Regions from separate parts of the Sus scrofa genome. Here region 2 is linked to region 1. A link is a contact called in public Hi-C data. All regions are on one chromosome and are shown on one strand. Each heading gives the region's core, a stretch centred on a gene start, on an enhancer-like site or on the middle of the called end of the contact. The rest is flanking DNA. Distances are from core to core; before and after follow the strand shown.

The links. A called contact is a pair of places that touch in the nucleus more often than the background predicts.
Region 2: a Hi-C map of embryonic fibroblasts shows a contact between it and region 1, with 2.0 times the contacts expected there. The contact joins the promoter of RBM19 here to the enhancer-like site in region 1. A contact is called at or near these places in 2 of 5 promoter capture datasets (fetal skeletal muscle and liver) and 6 of 47 Hi-C or Micro-C datasets (embryonic fibroblasts, heart right ventricle, mesenteric adipose tissue and 3 more).

What each region holds. Positions count from the first base shown.
Region 1 is chr14:36,617,159-36,622,519 of Sscrofa11.1, forward strand. All of the region lies in intron 3 of LOC106505934 (a long non-coding RNA gene), which reads left to right. Among named protein-coding and RNA genes, the nearest start is that of MED13L, 560 kb to the left of the region's middle. Within about 2 kb of position 2,518, at least 2 of the 83 cell types and tissues checked have an H3K27ac peak or open chromatin away from gene starts, as enhancers often do. A contact at or near this core is called in embryonic fibroblasts, where this site is marked.
Region 2 is chr14:38,079,970-38,085,902 of Sscrofa11.1, forward strand. It overlaps RBM19 (probable RNA-binding protein 19), which reads left to right and starts at 2,073. Exons shown (of 25, transcript XM_005670677.3): 1 at 2,073-2,249; 2 at 5,613-5,795. The coding sequence starts at 2,214.

The sequences.
Region 1 (5,361 bases), core at 1,268-3,767:
CCTTTAAAATACGATTTTAAGATATTTTAAAAATTCCACCCTTGTGCCTGTCTTTAAATAATCAGAGATGGCTTTTTAGATTTCAAGGGGGAAAAAAAAACAACACTCTTCATTCAGTAAAATCACGAACAGCAAAGCTGACTGTTTCATTGACGAAATGTTTTCCAGGGATTTTGACTTTGTTATAAATGAGGTTTTATCTCAGGAACTAAAAATACTAGAAAGGAAGGAAATCAATGAAGGGGCTGAAAATACTAGGAACTATTAACCAAATCCTCCCCTGGCAGTAAGGACTACAGTTTGTAGATGCCTCTGGAAGGCTGAGCAAAGCACAAACAAAAGGAATGATGAGAACCCCTAGGACTTGTTCCGCAGAGAAATCTTACATGCATCCAACCAAAGGGCAAGCCTTCTCCAGAGTGGGCATTTCCAAGCGTGGCAGATCTGTTTTTTGTGTGTAAGTGATTCGCACTATTTTCCATATATTTGTCTACACTTACGTAGATGATCATTTCAGAAAACTTCCATAGGAGCAATTGGAAAGATAATGTCTGACTTTTGTGTGTCATTGACACGCTTCCCGGTGAATATTACAAATAAAAATGTGTTGTAAGTTCTTTTGAAGAAAAGTATCCTTTCCCCTCCTGCCAATTTTGTCAGTTCACTGTCTATTTTGAAACCAGAAAGAAGAGAAGCGAAGCAAACTCTAAAGAAGCAGAGCTAGGCATGTGACTTTTCTGTTTTTCTCTCTTGGAAGAGGCACATTATTTAAAAGGGAGAACCCCCAGTGTTTCCTCTGGATTTTAGGAGACTACAAAAATGTAATAGCCTAGAGGAAAGAAATGAGTCCATAGGATCTTAAATAGAAATGCTTACTTACATGTGAAACATAATCAGCCTCATCACAAAAATATATGTTCATTAGCTGTGTTCTTGCTCCTTTGGAAACGGGTTCATTCATTTCAGTTTTATTTTTCGGCTATTCCTCGATTTTCTTGCCTTTGTTGTGTTAAGGTCTCGTAAACTTGCCAAGGATCATAAATCCCTTTGCAAAGCATGATATGCTGATTTAGGGGGTCCCAATTATGAGTGTGTAAAACTGAATTTTTAAAGAGTTTATTATTATTATTCACCAATATAACACTGTAACAACAACAACAAAAAGCAATTATTAGCAGAGTTCCCAGATTTATGATTTTGCTTTAAATACCTAAAAAAGTGAAAGAGAAGGAGGCTTTATTTCTAAAAGCCTATTCTCAATAACAGGATATTAATACAGTAAAAAACCCATTTGTTCCCATGCCCGACCATGAGATTCTTTCAGCAGCTTTGAAATGAGGGAACTTTTCCTAGTGTGGGCTGAGAAGCTGGAAGCGGTCTTAGAAAAATGGCCAGCAGATGGCACTCCACCCCTGGTTACTACTCCTGGACCTGCTTTTTGGTGCTGTTCTTGGTCTTTTTGACAAGGGTATGGACAGGCACCTTAGAGCTGATTCTGGGTAGTCAACGATATCATCAAAAGATGAAGAGAAGGAGGAACATGATCAAGCCAGGTTGCCACATTTGTAGGTTGTGGGTTGTCTTGCTTTTGAGAAGCTTGCTAGAGCTAAAAAAGAAACATTTGTCTTGGTGTGGGTGGATTTTGGTCTGGCACCACTGAGCAGAAAACAAGACTGTTACTTTGTAGGATTATCCAAATCCTTTCAGGTATTCAGGGAAAAAACAGATTCTTTGGTTAGTGGTGTGATTACAACACCTTCACATACCCTGTGCTAATGAAAGGCATTTTTGTTTTTTCTCAAACCTTTTAACAAAAATTTGTGTTGGCCACAAATCCTAATGATGGGGATGCCCATGGTGGAGGGAGAGAAGGATGTTGACCGTGTGTATTGTGTGGTCGCATGTGTATGTACATTTGTGTATGTGTGCATGATATTATTAGAAATGGGGGAGGCAACTGACAGATGAGTATAATGGTTGGGTGAAGGGGAAGGGTAGTTGGATAAAGGACAAAGAGAGATATATCATAAATACAGAGTCAAATGATCTGAACAGAAATGGGTAGTGCTCAGAACCAACAAAGGATTTTCTTGGCCACTTATCAGGTTGAGAGGCAAGGCAGGGAATTACAGTGTAGATGCCAAAATGCAATGATTTCTGTGACAACTGATATAGAATTGTTGCTACAGAGCATTTGAACTTGGCTAGTCCTCCAAATCAGAGGGGTATTTGGCCACCACACTCTGGGGAGAAAGGGGAAGAAAAGGAAGTTTTCATTTTCGTGGAGGCTTCAAGGTTTTCATAACATAGCTTCCAAATGCAGTAAAAACCTCAAGAAACTGGAACCCAGCCAATCAGAGCCAGAGAGGCAAATAACCAGGAAACAAGTGGCTATCAGGAATGTATTAACAACAGAAATAACAAAACTTCTTCGTGATACATCCTGGAGTCAGTGAAAACCAGCTCTTTGTCTCATGTGCATTTTCTGAAGCTTGACATTTATATACGACAGAAAAATCTATTTTTTGTTTATTCAGCATACTTTGTTAGGATTACAGAATCTGAGTTGGAAATAACAGTGATCTAATGCAAGTGCTCGTTCAAGAAAAAAGTTCATTCCAATGCAGCAATAATAGTTGCTGGTAAGTGCTTCATGGAAGCCAGGAGACATGCTTGGTGCTTTTTCTCTAGCATCTCATTTCATCTTCACCCAAAGAGATCTTCTCTCTCCATGACAGAGCTGTATTTAATATCCCACTTTACAAACAGGTTTCAGAAGGGTTAGGTCACTTGCTCAATATCACACAGTCTGAAAGATGCAAAGATAGAGTTTGGACACCTGGGAGAGTGTGCATTAAATTAGGGTATCTATGTATGGTTCTCAAGCACACATTTTGAGGTAGAAAAGGGATGCTTCTGTCAAGAGGAAAACCTGAGGAGCCTAGAATCCTCTTGCACTTTCCTTAGAGTGCCAGCCCAGGGGAGAGAGATTTGAGGTGCTGAGAAACAGAAGTGTAAACTTACTGTCCCCAAAGAGCTGCAATGAAGGTGGAGGCTGAGAGAACCAATAATTCCTTTTTAGCAGTGAGCTTTGCAACAGCACTCTCAGAGCAGAATACCAAAGCCCACTTACCTGCTAAAGCTCCGTGTAGGACAGAGCTAACCAAGGGTAAGATGGAGTTTCCCCTGTGACTCTGAAATTTGGAGGAAACATACTTTTTCCAGTTTTTAGGTCTTACCTATTTCCCATCATATCTTTATATTGAGTCCTGGTATTTTAGCCATTGCTGGGCAGGAGTATAACCAGAACCCAAAGTCAAGCAGAGATAGCATTTCTGTCCAAGTACCTCCATCATCCTTTCCTTTCCTTCTCCCCTCAACCTTCTTCATACCCTTGAAGGTTCACATGGAGTGGCTTGTCTCAGACACCAAATTCTCTGGGTCAGGCTGTGGGGCAAACTTAGCTTGCTTGGAGAATCATAACCAGACTCATTTGGCTGGAATTACCTTGCAGGTCCAAGTTGATTTCCTGGTTGGGATCATGTTAGGGAAGATTCAGTCTTTGTGCATCCAGGGGTTGGGGATAAGGGTTGGAATACGACCACCATCAGGATCATGTGCAGCACTCTGTAGGACAACAATTTTAATAAGGAAAATTCAAGTGCTTTCTACCTGGATGCTATGATCTCTCCACTCCCCTGCCCACGTTTATGTTTTATTCTGTTCACTCAGCTATTCATTGAGGGCTTAATATCTACCAGAGTCTGAGACTTGGCACTTAGAGGATTTAGGTCTGTTGAGAGTGATAGAGATATAAATGGGCATTTATAGTATCACCATCAGTGCTGGAGGAGGTAAGCTGTGATAGTGCTGGGCAGCACACTTGATTCAATTCTTTTAGTGTGGGTGGAGGGAAGAAGCAGGGAAGGCTTCCTGGAGGAGGTGACATCAAAGCTGAGACCTGATGCTGAGTTGAAGGAACAAGGTGGAGAAGGTGGGACAGACAGTTTCAGGGAGCAGGATGAGGATGTACAAAAGGGCTGGTGGTGAAGTGGGGAAGGTAGGATGCTGGAAACTGCAAATAAGTTATCTGGCTGAGGTTAGGAGAAGCAGAGTTGAAGTTGGAAAGTAGGCTGAATTGAGGTTTGTGAGCCTTGCTAAAGCTCATTATCCAGATGGCAATGGGGAGTTATGGAAGAGTTTAGGGCAAGAGGTTGATTCAACCAACTGCAACTATAGCCTCAGTGGATTTGGAGAGTTGTGTTTTAAGGAGCATCATCTTTCCAAAATATTGGTGCTATCTCCACTCCATATCCACCACTGCCCCAGGCTCTGGGATACAGGGACTCAAGAGAGAAGAAGGTACAGAGTCTCTACTCAAATCGAGCTGTAACCTATAAGGCAGACACAAGAGCCAGAATGCACAACCAAGTAGTCGCAAAAATCAGGAAGAAATAAAACAAACCCAATGAAACTGTATCTTAAAGACTGTTCTTGATATTATTCTTGGGAGAGGAAGCTAGATCTCAGTGAGAGATGATTTTTGGCCAGTCACAGTGAGCAGCCCATGCTGGCAAAAGAAACATTTATAAAGACACAGATTAAACAAAGACGTAGATTTTTCTCCCTCCCCCCGAAGGACCTTACCCCACAAGCATCTTTTCTACAAAGGGAAAACATCTTGCATGTTGTGACCGATTTCCCGCCCGCCCGGCTGTCCTTCTCCAATGGAAGTAATTGGGGGAGAAAGGTCTGCAAGCATAAGCTTTGATGTCTGGGGGAAGGGGGCACCTTTTCAACAAATGTCCGCCGCAGACACAGTGATTGAGAAAGGCACATCCGTTTTGGAAAATGCCTGCTAATTAAATGAATGTTTTCAACTGGAAAGCATGTCTGAGCTGTTAAGATACATCCCTGATGAAGTTGGAAGGAATGCTTTAGATGTTGGCCTGAAACGGGTGTTTTATATACCTGGGCCTCCTCAAGTCTCAGATATCACATCCTCATTCATTCATTCATTTGCTCATTCAACAAAAGTCTGGTGAGCCCCTCTGTGCCAGGCACCCGTGGTCAGGCACTATGGTAGGTGCTGGATCTTCAGTAATGAGCAAGGTTCCTGATGGGAGCTTGTATTCTAATGTGTGAGACAGAACTTTATTAAGAATCCTTTTGTGTTATGTGTTCTTACCTCTAAACACAAGGAAAGCATCCAACCGAGTCTTTAGAGACTGGCAGACATGAGTCCTGGTCCAGTCTTTCTGTTTATTAGCTGTGTGACCTTGAACAGCTGCTTAGCCTTTTCCAGCCTCCCCATCTATAAAGTGGTTATTACAACAGTACCTATCTTATAGGATGAGAGTG
Region 2 (5,933 bases), core at 823-3,322, 1.5 Mb after region 1:
ACCTCATGGTTCCTAGTCGGATTCATTAACCACTGAGCCACAACAGGAACTCCCAGTTTGTGTATTTTTTTAAGTCCACAAAAAGAAGCTGACATAGTGTCTATGAGGATGCAGGTTCGACCACTGGCTTCGCTCAGTGGGTTAATGATCCAGCGTTGCCGAGAGCTACAGCACAGGTCGAAGCTGTGGTATTGCTGTGGATGTGGTGTAGGCCAGTAGATATAGCTCCAATTTGACCCCTTGCCTGGGAACTTTCATATGCCCTAGGTGCAGCCATAAAAAGGAAAAAAAAAAAATTAAGGATCTTGAGATGAGACCATCCTGGGTTTAAGATGGGCCCTAAATCCAATAGCAGCCATGCTATCGAAAGAAAAGAAAGGGAGGCAGATTTGATTCAGACACCAGAGAGAAGTCCATGCAAAGGCAGAGGTAGCCATTGCAGCGATGCAGCCCCAAGCCATGGTTCCCCTGGAGCCACCAGAAGCTGGGACATAGGAGAAAGGATCTTCCCCAAGAGACTCAGGGGCAGCTCGGCTCTGCTCACACCTTGATCTTGGATTTCTCTCCTCAAGAAACATGAGGGAACACATTTCTGTTATTTTTAAGCCACTAAGTCTCTGAGGGCTTACACCCAGGAGGATACAGCTCAGATAGCTCTGAAGGACTGTTCCCAACAGGTAAAGTGGGGAGCTGGGATAGATAGGAGGTTTTGCTGAAACAAAGAAGGTAGTTCTGAAACTGAGCACTACCGGCCTGAATCTAGCCAGATTGGGACTTGAACCCACGTGCTGGGACTCGAACCCAGCCTAAAGCAAGATTGGGACTTAAACCTATGGTTTTAAATTAGAATCACTCACCTGGTGTCTGGACCCACTGAGGTTCAGGTTCTTCGTGCCTCCGAGCAGAAGGAATTCAGCGAAAGACAGTGATAGGCAAGAAATAGATTTAAGATAGGACTCTTTTGAGAGATGCAAGCGGGCAGGCAAGAAGGCTCTGCACCTCCACCCGCACCCCCCAACTTGGTGGGCTACAGTTTTATCATCCAAGGGGAGTTGGGGGTGGGAAAAGACCACCTCGTCCTCTTTCTCAGAGCTATAGCTCCTCCTTAGAATCTGGTAAGGTGTAGGCGGTCCTCAAATTCCTGCACTGGGTCAGAATCTGAATGCAGGCCTCAACCCATCCCCCACCCAATGACCTGAAGCAATTCTCGTACTTGCGCTAGTCAAGCAAGCCTGCCTTGTTCTGATGGATTTCTTGAGCAATTATTAACTTACAGTGATCTCTCAAAGTCCCCCAGGTTTCCCTCTCTATCTATGATCCTTTATTGGGACTTCTACAACTACCTGTGCCTACTCCATCCCATCAGTTCAACATCAAAAGATTACTGCTACTCAAAAAATAGACTCTCAAGTTGATTTCAGCGCTTTTCCATGTACAGGAAGATGCAAGAGTCTGGGCTCATTGGAATCATTGCTTGGATATGTGCTTTCTCTAGGGTCAATATCCCATCTTTTTCCATCCTGAATTCCCCTCAGGGTGTACCTGAGGGGGAAGCTGATGGCTTTAAAGACCATTATTCTTTGTTTACTGAAACAGCAAGTGCTCTTTGAGCCTATCACTTAATACCACTTAATATTTAATAGCTATATGACTTTGAGCAAGCCGCCTTACTTGCCTGGCTCCCAGTTTCCTCGCCTGCAAAATGGGATGTTTATTTCCTTGCAGCACATGCTAAAACTTATAGGTGATGTTCAGTAACTGATTCCTGGTGCCTAGCAGCCTTTCTGAGCCCCATCTCTGAAAGAGCAAGATTCCCCAATTCTGCCTCCATTCGCATGGCCGTTTTAGGACTCAACAATAAAATAAAATAAAGTTGAAGGCTGAAATGATTTTCCGTCTAACCAAACGATTTCCAGTCTGATTCTGCCGGCGTTGGGAATAAGCGTCCTCCTCGCGACTTCGCCACGGATTTGGTCTCCCCTGCACCTGCGCAGAATGCAAACGCTCAGGCCCGCCCCTTGGAGGGTGTGACTTCCTTGGGTACACTCTTTGGCCACGCCTACTTCCGGGGAAGTAGGGGACGGCCGCGCCTGGAGCACGTGATTTTGTTCCGGCTAGCCAAAGATGGCGGCGCCCACAGTTGTAGCGTGAGAGTTGTTGTGGGAGTCGGTATCCATTCGCGCTGGAATCAAAATACTGGGAGAGCGTGCGCCATGTCCCGACTAATCGTGAAGAACCTCCCGAATGGGGTGAGTACAGAGCTTGGACTTGGGAATCTGAAATTGGGACCAGCGAGGAGCTGGGGGTTGGGAGGGAGGTAGTTGGGGGAGAATTAGGGGATTACGCTCTGAGGCAGGATTCCGGGATGATTCAGAACCCAAAAGGGTCAGGATTCTTGGCAGATCCCCATTTGACAGACGGGAGAGAGGGATAGCGTCTGCTTAAAATTTCACAACTAGCACGTTGTTTCCTGACCCCAGTCGGACACCTCCTTCCCCGGGAGATGCCAATCCCTACGTTGTGTCAAATGCCGTGCTCCCACAACCCTCTTTTTGCATCACTTTTTTTTGTTGACTCGTGACTGGGTCAGACACTATCTTTTTTCCTCTTCCCCTGCGAACAGTTTCGGGGAGGAAAATGGGGAGCAATAGGCTGACGACCTGCGTTCCAGTTCCCACTCCCGCCTTTAGGACAGGTAGGGAGAGTTTAAGAAAACTGGGTGTGAAGAGCTTGCGACTACTTGTCCAGTAAGTGAGGAGGGGTGACCCAGCCATACTTATCTCTGTTTCCTTAGAGTCAAGCACAGAACTGAGCACATGGTAGGCATGCAGTAAAAACATGCTGAATAAATGAATGAAAAACTAGATGAATGTGTGGCGGTAGATGATTAGATGCAGTGTACCTGAGTGGATCATCCGTTTCTATTTCACTAGAACTTGAAGGGAGAGCCCCTACACTCACCCACTGGTGTTGCCAGTAAGGTCATTCCCATAATGAAACTCCTATTTGGTTGGCTTGAGAGATCTTCTGTACTCCTTAGAGTAAGAACATAAAGCCATTTTTGTTTAATTGTTGTGTTTTTTAACTCTACCTTTTTTCCACCTCTGGTGGAAACTGTCAAGGGATTTTTTAAGTTCAGTGGTGTAAAACAAGAAACAATGTCTTTTTTTCCATCCCATCCTCCATCTCCCTCCAGGAATAACCATCTTTATGGCTTGTTTTTAGTACTCCTCATAGGCATCACTCAGTGTCCAAAGAGTGACCTCTTAACCTTGATTTCTTGGCTTATTTATCCCAATGACTGTCTGCTGACCCCCACTATGAAAGATAAGAAACCTACATCATCTGTGCCTTCCTTCCAGTCTATGTTATTTGTTTCTCATTCTTCCATCATTTACCCTAAATAGTATACTTTAAAAATATCTATCATCGATCCCTCCTTTGGCCTCAGACAGTGTCTCTTGGTGCCTTCCTCCTCTGATGGAGGAGGATTTTAGCATGGCTACTCATTCTCCTCCCCCCAACTAGCATCTCATTGTGTTTCTCAGTGTGGCTTTGTCTCTCAACATTGCTCGTGTGATGAGTGAATGAATAAAAACCATAGTAGTAGCACCTGATGCTTTGAGAACTTACTGTGCGCCAGACACTATTAGGTAAAGTAATTTATTTAAACTTTACCATAAACCAATGAGAAAGATTCCATTACTATGATGCCCACTTTAAAGGTGAAGAAACCGGGGTACAGCAAGGTAAAGTGATTTGTCTGAGGTCACACATAGAGCAGGGATTGAACTGAGCAGGCTGGTTCTAGAATTTGCAGTCTTTACCACTACACCATCGTGTCTGTCTTAGCATGACTGTATGCATTTGTCTTTACTCTGTCCCATCAGATAAATATTTGGCAGTGAGTCCTCTGTACATTGCTGACATTGTAAACAGAGGTGGATAGAGCTTGGTCCCCATTTTTATGGCCCTTGGAGTCTAATGGACCAGGCACACCAGATCATTCTGGCATAGGTACAGGGATTGAAGTGCAAACTGGTGCTGTGTAAGCACAGAGGGGTTGGTTACCTGACCCACCTGGGGAATCTAAGAACGACTTCCTGGGGGAGGAGTTAACCAGGGCCTGTCTGGGGAAATTTCACCCAGAGGAGACAACAGTAGTAAAACCTCAGAGATGAGAAGCAGAGAAGGCTGCAAGGAATTCATCAAGAGGCACAAGAGGTGGGTCAGGACCAGATCGTGAAGAACAGCCTGTTTTTCCTTAGATGTTTATTCTTGAGCCTTTGGTGTTAAAAGTCCCCAAAGGTTTTTGTCGGAGGAATGATGGGTCAGACTTGAATGTGGTCTCTGCCAGGTGATGGGAAGATGAATTCATTGCCTTTTATGTATCTGAGTTGAGCCACAGACCTTGGACAGATCATTTACCCTCTCTGAGCTTCTTTTTATCCTGAATAAAAGGCAGGTAAAAATTCCGAAGTCATAGTGGTCATGAGATTTTAATGAGATCAAAGTTATTTAAAGAACCTGCCTCAGAAAATGTCTCTTACTTTTTTCCTGGGCTACCAAGACCTCTAGCTTCTTTGATTTCAGGTCTTGTTTCATCTGTTTGTGGGGCTGTGAGTGTCCCCTCCCCTCCACGCCGCCACCCCCCCCCCCCCACACACACACCCTTCTGAATCTGCTTAGAAAACTTGGCTGAGTTGTGAGGGTGGCTGGCTGGAGTGAGGGTGGTGGGAAGCCAGTAGCCAGTTTGACTAGTGTGGGGCTCCTTGACCAAATAATAACATTACTGTATTAGTTATCTATCCCTACTGCAACACATTACCACAAGCTTGGTGACTTAATATCAGTTTATGCCACAGTTTGGGAGGTCAGAAATCTTCAAATCATTATGGCAACAGGGCTGTGTTCCTTTGGAGTCTCTAGGGGAGAATCTGTTTCCTTGCCCTTTTCAGCTTCTAGAGGATGCCTGTACTCCTTGGCTGCTACCCACATCCTAAATCTTCCAGTCTCTTTCTGCTTCCATCATCTCATCGCCTTTTCCAATTCTGACCCCTCCTGCCTCCCTCCTCTAAGGACCCTTGTGATTACCTTGGATCCATCCAGATAATCCCAGGATAATTCCTTTTGCTATGTGAGGTCACACCTTCACAGGTGTCTCAGAGATTAGGACGTGAACATCTTTGTTCCATTAGTCTGTCTCCACAGTTAGCAGACACTTGAGTGCTTTACTGTGTTCCTTAATTCACATGTTTATTCCAACAAGCATTTATTAGGTGTTTGCTGTGTAGCGGCCACAGTGCTGGGCTCCTTGTGTAAAAGTCTCCTTAGCTTCCCTGCAGCCCATAGGGTAGGAAGGTTTCATTGCAGCTGTTCTGAGTCTTGATCTCCTCATGGATGAAGTGGGTAAGGGACTTGCTCAAGGCCACACAATGAGTAAGTGTTTGAGCCAGAGCTGGAACCAGGTGCAGCTGCAAAGCATGCCCTGCCACTGCCCCATCCAAAGTCTTCTCCAGGGAACCCCGCAGCCTCTGGTTCCCAGCCTGTTTTGTCCCCCTTGGCTCTGGGGACTCCCTGGTTCCTCCCTCATCGTCCCCCTTCTGCCCTAGATGAAGGAGGAGCGTTTCCGGCAGCTGTTCACCGCCTTTGGCACGCTGACAGACTGCAGCCTCAAGTTCACCAAAGATGGCAAGTTCCGAAAGTTCGGCTTCATCGGCTTCAAGTCTGAGGAAGAGGCCCAAACGGCACTGAACCATTTTAATAAGAGTTTCATTGACACGTCCAGGATCACGGTGAGTCCAGGCGCATCTCGCCCCCGCCTGCCTGTCAAAAGTGGCCCCCTTGCTCTTTTCACTCCCCACTGGAGTCCAAAGCCTGTTCCCTTCCAGACCCTTAGCCCTTGGTCTTCCTCACTGTGCTTGTGAGTCCCC